2 separate regions of the Danio rerio genome follow, and region 1 is linked to region 2. Evidence: chromatin contacts called from public HiChIP or PLAC-seq data. All regions are on one chromosome and are shown on one strand. Each heading gives the region's core, a stretch centred on a gene start, on an enhancer-like site or on the middle of the called end of the contact. The rest is flanking DNA. Distances are from core to core; before and after follow the strand shown.

Region 1 (4,571 bases), core at 1,819-4,318, 200 kb after region 2:
CCCCCATCCCCTCCTCAGCAAGCATGTGGAACATGTCATACAGCTTTTTTAATGGCAGTACGTTAAGCTGTCAGTCACTCGCTCCCAAAGGGGTGTAACCAAAACCCCCCTCCGCCACCTGCTGATCCCCCGTCCCATCCCGTCTCGTCTCTGTCCAGGCCCGGTATAACAGTCCATCTCTAAGACATGTCTAAATTAAACCGCTGCTATATAGATCTACATTTATATGGCAGATTTTAAAATATCACTTCTGCTCAGATACAGGGTCGTAAGACGAATGCACAATATCACGTACTGTATATGTCACTCTTCATCGGTAAATCAGTGCTGTATAATCACACACCTGGTGTGAAATGACACTTTGGAAATTAACAACATGACACATTAGACTGTGAATGGTATTTTTATGTAATGTATGCATGTCATATAGAAATGCACGGTATATTGGTACTATACTGTGTTTGGGCTGATATTGAACTTACCATTTCTCAGGATTATTAAGAAATATATTTAAATATTGAGATTAAATATGTATTTCTTAACTCTTCTGTGTTGTTTAAAAATAAATATAAACATGTCTGAAAACAGACATTTGGATGAAATGTCATCAGTAGCTCGCAGAATTAAACAAATCATAAATAATATTTTCAAGTGGATGTTTAACTTTTTTTCTGTGTACAAAACCGGTTTAGATGTATCAGACTATATTTATTAGGAATTTATGAACCCTAACAGATTTATCTTGTAGAAATGACAAAATTAAAATTTATTTTCAACCTTCATGTTAAAATATTGTCATGTCTAAAATCACTTCTACAGTAGCATTTATAGCTGTTCATTGAAGGGATTAACAGCAAAAATCAGACCAAGGCACGCGAAAAATGTTGAAAAAATATCAAAAAGCCTTTATTGACGGCGATTCCTTTAAACTGCACAGTTTTTTAAGGAATAGCATGTTAATAAAGGCTTTTATATATATTTTTTCCACATTTTTTGAATGCCTTTGTCTGAATTTTGCTGTTTATTCTGATGAATTCCTTACCCAAAGAGCATGGACACATTATTTAAGCTACCCCTGAGCACGGTTTGTTTGATTTTGGATCATTATTAAAGGAATAGTCCACACACACACACTAATAAAGAAAATTCCGTCATTATTTACTAAATTTCATTTATTGATTCTTTTTCTTTTTGGCTTAGTCCCTTTATTAATCAGGGGTGGCCACAGTGGAATGAACTGCCAACTTATCCAGCATGTTTTACGCAGCGGAAGCCCTTCCAGCTGCAACCAAACCCTTGGAAACACCCATACACTCTTGCATTCACACACATACACTTAGAATAATTTAGCTTATTCAATTCACCTGTACTGCATGTCTTTGGACTGTGGGGGAAACCGACCCAGCTGTTGCTCGAACCAGCAACCTTCTTGCTGTAAGGCAACAGTTCTAACCATTGCGCCACCGTGACAACCATTACTAAATTTTTAACAGCTCTTTTAGTTTTACTTTCAAACACAAAAGAAGATATTTTGAACATATATTGACCTCAAAAGTATTTTCTTTCCTACTATGGAATTTGACGCCAGCAAACATCATTCTTCAAAATATAATAAGAAAAAAGAAAATAATGATGATGTCATTTTCACTCATGTGTGAACCAACCCTTTAAAATTGTCAGTGTTTTAATATTAGATTTACTAGTTATATTAAGGCCCTCACGGAATCTGTGCGTGCAGAATTCTGCAGATTTCTGCAGATTTTTAGCCCATCATTGATTCTGTTCATTTTACCTGCATGTGTAAATGTGTGTAAATTTATAGTTATTCAGTATTTAAGTTAATTTTTAGTAATATTTTTGACTAATATGAAAATATTCACATGATTTATTTACAATACAATTTGTAAAGTATGCTAAGTTAACATATGTTAAGTTTTTAGTTATGATACTTCCAAAATCATTCCACATGAATCTGCAGATTTTTTAACAAAATTCTGCGCTGAAATATCACAAAATGTCTGCAGATTCTGTCTGGCCCTAGTCTTATAACAAACACAACACAAAAAATGCTGCAAATCTGGAGGAAAGTAACAGCAAAATCATTTCAGGCTGCATAATATCAGACAAATGTCCCATAAAATCCTAGAGGTACTGAATAATCAACGCAATCTCACGGCAATTTGTAATTTTTTTATTTAGTGGCTAATTCGTATGAATTTGTATGATCTAATTCGTACAATTTAGTACGATTTGCTCATCACCCAATAACAGGTGGGGTTGGGTGCCACGCCTCCTTTTTAAAATCGTACATTTTCGTATGACTTAACTGGTAAGAATTCGTACGAATTAGACACTAAACTGACAAAACGTAAAATACTTACGTTTCCTCATGAGATCAGGCTGGAATAATGCCATGTACAGTTGAAGTCTGAATTATTAACCCTCCTGTATATTTTTGTCCCCAATTTCTGTTTAACGGATAGAAGATTCTTTTTAACACGTTTCTAACCATCATTTTAATAACCAATTTCTATTCTATTTCTATTCGATTTGATCTTTGCCATGATGACAGTAAATAATATTTTACTAGATATTTTTCAAGATACTAGTTTTCAGCTTAAAGTGACATTTAAAGGCTTTACTAGGTTAATTAGGCAAGTTATGATAATTAGGCAAGTCATTCTAGAACAGTGGTTTTGTTCTGTAGACAATCAGAAAAAAAATGCTTAATGGGGGCTAATGATATAGATATTAAAATTGATATTTTTTAAATATTTTTTTTTTTTGCTGAAATAAAACAAACATAAAAAAATGTTTCTCCAGAAGAAAAAATATTATAGAAAATACTGTGAAAAATTCCTTGCTCTGTCAAACATCATTTGGGAAATATTTGCAAAAGATTATTTTTTTTGACTTCAACATATATGTTTGAACCTTCCTACAGTGTGTTGTGTCTGTTTGTGTGTGTGTGACAGCACTGGAGCCGAAGAGTGTGGAGAGGGTGAGAACAACAGACCTGCAGGAGAGACGGAGCACATGGAGAGAGCGGAGTTCGATGAACAACAGAAGAAGGGGAAGGAGCGAGACAGGACCCCGGTGAGAGGGAGGAGGGGGTGATGGTGGAGGAGAGACGCCTCGGGGAAAAGCACAGACAGAGAGGAGGTGGCGGGGAAGCGCAAACGCTCTTTGTCTGTGTCCTCCTCAGGCACTACAATAAGCACTCTCAGAGAGAACCAGAGAGAAAAAGGATGGAGCAATAGATATAAAGAGGGAGAGGGGGAGAGATAAATGGAGACAAAACAGTTAAAACCGATGAAGCCAAAGATTAAGTGACAAAACGTAAAAAGGGGCTAAAGATATGGACAAGTCGCAGGGGGGAAAACTAACCGAACACGTGTTAAAGGGATAGTTCACGAAAGAATGAACATTTCTGACTGTTTACTCGCCTTCAAGTGGTTCCAAACCTTTATGAGTTTTTCTGTTAAACACACACAAGAGATATTTTGAAGAAAGCTGCAAAGTCTGCAACCATTGACTTCCATAGTAGAAAAAAACAAAATATTTTCTTATAATATCTTCTTCTGTGGTTTGAAACAAGTGAAGGGTGAGTAAATGATGACAGATTTTAATTTTTGGGTGAACTATGCCTTTAAGAAAGCTACTTTGAATCTGTAGATCTGGAGGTATTTTGAAGTTAAAAACGACTGTCTTTTAGAAAAAGTAGTTCGATATTTAAAGTAGTGATGTGCCACTGGTTTCCTTTCCGATCTGATACCAAGTAAAATGAAGGCGAGTATCGATGATACCGATCCGATACTGATATTTTGCTCAAAAATTACTGTTTGGGAAATTAAAGTACCAAGTAGTGTACTAAAAAGTGTCACTTCATACTGAATATGAGACGTATTTTGGGTTATTCTCGTTTATTGATGAAGAATTATCCTACAAAAAAGAGCCAACTTACATATTCATTGTCACAAAAACCCAAGTCCCCAAAATACAGACACATCGCCACATTTTCTCCTTCTGTATACCTGGATAGTTCCTGCCTGATGCACATAAGGACTCTGAAAGTGATGTCTGTCTCGCCTTAGCAACACCTGTGCTTCTTCTTTCCTCCTCTTCTGACTGTCTAGTTATGATGTAGTCATATTCTGTCTTGTGATTTATGTTTGATAAGGTTTGTGGTATTACCACAGTACCTCACTGTTTTGTTGCACTTGTCACAAATTGCATCGTTTGAGTTTATATAAGCGAAGTAGCTATACACATAACTTTGCTTGCGGTCACCCATATCCAGTGACAGCATGACTGAACAACATGTGCCAGCGGACTGAGTGGCTATCTAGTGTGCTCTGCAGTTGTACAGTGTCATATTGGGCACATGACTTGGCAGGCGGAAGAACAAGTATTTGCGACTAAGTTGGCATTATTCAGGTAAACTAGGGTAATTATGGTTACTTTCCGCTGTATAACTATTTCCAATAAACTACATATCTGCTCTAAATTACTGAAATATCAATATTTTGATAGGACAATCGATTCTAGAACATAGCTAGTATCGGAGATAT
Region 2 (4,269 bases), core at 1,746-4,245:
TGCAAGCATGTTATGATGATGTTTTGAAACAAATCACGTATATTACTAACAGCGCATGACAGTTCTCTCATTGCACCATTTTGCCGTGACAAGACTCCATCTGCAACATCGTTAGATCATACTATGTTACTTGTGCCGATGATTTAAGAAACATAAGGACCAGAGGCCAAAGGTGAAATATAGACGCCATCATACGTTGTGATGTACCCGAATAACGAGGCTGATGCAGTTCAGATGAACCAAACCGTTTCATCAAGGCAAAATGGAAAGAATAAAATACATTTATAGTTTGATGCACTAAATAAATTAGTGTTTGTAATGGAGTCCGTCGTACCAAACGTCAGCGAGTACAGATTTTCCTAATGTTTTCACCTCGTCGAGTGAATGACAGAAAGACTGATTTAGCTTTGTCCACTTTCCCTATTTTTTTATTTTTTGCTTAACGTCCTTGGTTTTTTTCCATATAGGCGTGAGGATATTGTAAAAAATGTATTGATCCTGGCATGTCTCTGTGAATGGTGTATAGCCTGCAGTGAGTCTTCTGTGTAAAAGTGGAGGTGTGCTGCAAGCTCGCTCAATTGTGGTGAGATGAGAGAGTCGAGAGGAGAATTTGTGTTTATGCAGCAGTCGCAGCAATGGACGTACACTCTTGGTGTTTTCAATGAAGGATTACCATTAAAGGATACTAACATGATACGATCTCGTGGATTTGTATCACTCACTCAGTGTTACTGGTTTGTAATTTAAACTATATTTTATGATTTTTGTGTTGCAGAAAACATGATCGGGACATACTTTTTTGGCCGTCAAAGCCAAAACTGTGCTGAATGCAAGACCTAAGCGAAACTCTTAACGGGATTATAACATCTGGGCGGCGTTCGGATAGGTTCTCGTGGATTCCCGCTCTGGATTTCGGATTTATCGTTTTTTATCGGGATGGAAGGCCGGGATTTCGCTCCTCCGCCGCACCTTCTGGCAGAGCGAGGCGCGCTGGTTCACAGAGCCGCCTCGAGGATCACTCCTGCCGGGCACACAACAGTGCAGCATCCCGGTCACTTTCAGCCTGGAAAATATTACCCTTCACATATACCGATGCCTCCACATTCAGGTAAGACGGTGTGCTTTCCTGTCGATAAGTGGACGCGTTTAAAACACTTTAAGCACAATTAAGTAGTCTAACTTTATAGCACGATGTTACACTTGTTTATTTTTTATCGGGAAATTAAGGACTTACTGGAAATAATCTTTTGTTATGGACTCATTATAGTCACAGTTGTGTGAATTACATCGTTTTATTCAACATTTGAACAGGTACGCTTACATATGAGCTAAGGAAACCCTGATCGTTTCTTGTATCCTAAGGTTGCGTTTCATTAAAGCAGATTGGAAATTTTCCTTATAGGCTGTAGATTATTTATAGGGAGCTGGATTTTATATTTAATATTTATTGTTGATTAATAAATAATATAGAGGTTTTTTATAATTAACTGTTACTTTAAAGCTGGAATGTCCTCTTTGGTTTACGTTCATTGAGCCATCTTTTTCAAAATAAGTTGTTTGGTAGAATCTATTGTAGTAAAGCCCTGTGATTTTCTGTTAATTATTAGGGTGCATCTTTGAGTGGTTTGCTGCCACAGCTGCTTTAAGTTAATAACACAAGCTTTGGTGTGTGAATACGTTTGTGTGTGTGTGTTTGTGTGTGTGAGAGAGTGTGTGTGTGTGTGTATATATATGTGTGTGTGTGTGTGTGTTAGCGCTGTGGTTCGAAAAGTCTCCAAGATTAGGGTCAGTAGCTCTCTGTGTGTATGTGTGTGTGTGTGCTAAAAGAGGCGTCTGTAATACCAGAAAATCCGGTTTCTATATTGAGCGGTGATGTGACGGGGTGCGAATGAGTTGACAGTGCATGCATTAGATTTAACAAGTGTCTCCAGCATTCAAAGTACCTTTGGGATAGAGGTACACTTTGCATTTTGGTTATTAATGAGATATATAACTTATTATTCGGGCAAATGAATGCGTCAATCAGTGAATGCTTCAGCTTTTTGTTATTAATCAAAAAGCAATTCAGAGAATGTACAAAAATGTAATTTGTCATTTTATATTATATTTACGTTTCATATGGTTGGGATAGCCACCCAATGACTGATGCCTATTGTTTTATTCATTGTGCTCAGCATGTAAATAAAACGTCCCAGTTTTAATAAAGTTTTTTTATTGTATACATTTTAAAAATTATACATAAGTGTGTATCGTACGTACTTACATGCTTATATATATATATATATATATATATATATATATATATATATATATATATATATATATATATATATATATATATAGTATTCAATAATAATTTATATGTGGTATTTCCATATAGTATAATTTATATAATTGTATTTCCAATTATGGCACAATGCACAATGTCCGCTGTGTTTTAGAGTAAAACATTTCCACTTAAATTCGAGACATTACATTTGCTGTACTTTAGTCGCAACTGATGTATTTTCTCTCGAATTCGACACGTCGTTCGCTGTGTTGTAGGAAATTTCAGAAAGCGAGATCTATTGTAGCGCTCGCTGACCCTGATGGTCCCCGGCGCACGGTGAATGCGCGCGGGTACTGATGGGGTCGTTAGCGGCTGTCCTTCTCTCCGGCCTCCTGCTGCTATACCCTCCTCACCCACTGTCTTTTTAAAAGTATTATTATTTTGTTCTTTACACAAATAACTCTATGCCAGCGCTTCACACAGAGACGGACCACGAAAGTCCACAAGAAATATGCTTTCGGGTGAATGCATATTTTCCTGTCGTTATTTTTCATCTCTAATGTAGAATCAGTTCATTGTCTCTTTCTTCGACGACTGTCGTGGAGTTGAATACATTTAAAAGCCGCACCGCCGGTAGATTGATGGATTTTGTTGTGCTGCTCAGGTCTCGCGTGCACATCAAATGCTGCTCCGGCAGCGCGCGCGGGTAATGTGTACAGTAGGATCTCCTTTTCTTCTTTCTTTCCCCCCCTCTCTCTCTCTCTTTCTTTTCTTTCTTCCATATCCTCAGCAGATGTCTGTAACGTCTGCCTCAAGGCGGACGCCAGCTCATGCCATACAGGTGCATCATTACGTGTGTGTGTGTATAACTATGTGTGTGCGCTCGTATCAATTTCTTGTTCTTCCGCTATGGCTTTTTAATCAACACAGGTGTCTATTTTGCTCATACAGAATAGGCATTATAATACTGTGTGTATTATTTTACATGATATACTGGGACAAAAGTAGTTTATATTTAAGTTTTAGACCTTGCACTTTTTGTTTACATGAAATATTGGTGTAGGTTTATGTAGGCTATGTGTAGGCCTGCGTGTGCGTGTTCGCACCGATATGTTTTGTCCATTTTGTTTGTGCATTAATTAAAAAATTGTTACATTTTGTTAATTAATTTTCCTTCAATGACCTATTTATTTAATTTATATTCTAAAATGTAGGCTACTATTGCGAACATTCACACTTACGAGTCAACATAAACGTTAAGGAGAAACGAGTAAATGTCACAACCTACATTAAAAAAATACAACAATAAATCCAAGTCAGACAAAATACAGATAGGCTATTTAGATGTATTAAGATAAACAATAGTTTAGTTATTCTCAGATGCAATCAAAATCAACCTGTAGTTCACTTAAGTGGAACCCGTCGGCCACATTCATCCACGTGGTGGTTGCCCTCACCCTTGGCGTTACAAAGAGTTATTTTGTAGTTTTGTGCCACAGCAGTCTTGTTCCTGCAAAAGCACCGGTATGCCCTGTCAAACCTCGGTCGGCCTTCTTTCATATCACTTCTTCCTTTCTCGCTTCTCTGTGCCTTGAGTCCTGATTTAACAATGCAGTGTCTGCGCTACTGTTGATCTTAACCTGTCTCAACCTCCCCGTCCACTCGTTCCTCTGCGGCGCTCCCTGCTCTGCACTGAGGTACTGCTGCCCCCAGGCCATTCGCCTTTGATAGGGCTTGTAGTTTAAATTAGTGCGTTCGCTCGAGTCTAGTTAGTATCTCTCATTCTTTCTCTCTGCGTTTCACCTGTCTCCGTGTCTTCTAATAGATTATCTGTGATACGCTGCCTAGATGGCAAATCAATTGATTTAGGAATGAACGTGGTTCCACCTTCGTCCTAAAACTTCCGAAATAGCATGCGTTTTCTCCGCTTCTCCAAAATAGAGAAAAAGTGACTAAACTAGAGAGAGAGAGAGAAAGAGAGAGAGAGGGAGAGAGTGAGA

The links. HiChIP or PLAC-seq counts read pairs in DNA pulled down with a chosen protein or histone mark.
Region 1: a contact with region 2 is called in an H3K4me3 HiChIP or PLAC-seq map of embryo, with 5 times the contacts expected there. The contact joins two enhancer-like sites. A contact is called at or near these places in 3 of 4 datasets of contacts at active chromatin or transcription factors (caudal fin, embryo and gastrula embryo).

What each region holds. Positions count from the first base shown.
Region 1 is chr12:36,414,023-36,418,593 of GRCz12tu, reverse strand. No RefSeq gene overlaps it. Among named protein-coding and RNA genes, the nearest start is that of fscn2b, 50 kb to the right of the region's middle. Within about 2 kb of position 3,068, at least 22 of the 62 cell types and tissues checked have an H3K27ac peak or open chromatin away from gene starts, as enhancers often do.
Region 2 is chr12:36,618,432-36,622,700 of GRCz12tu, reverse strand. It overlaps bahcc1b (BAH domain and coiled-coil containing 1b), which reads left to right. Exons shown (of 29, transcript XM_073918670.1): 2 at 776-1,108. The coding sequence starts at 937. Among named protein-coding and RNA genes, the nearest start is that of bahcc1b, 47 kb to the left of the region's middle. Within about 2 kb of position 2,995, at least 35 of the 62 cell types and tissues checked have an H3K27ac peak or open chromatin away from gene starts, as enhancers often do.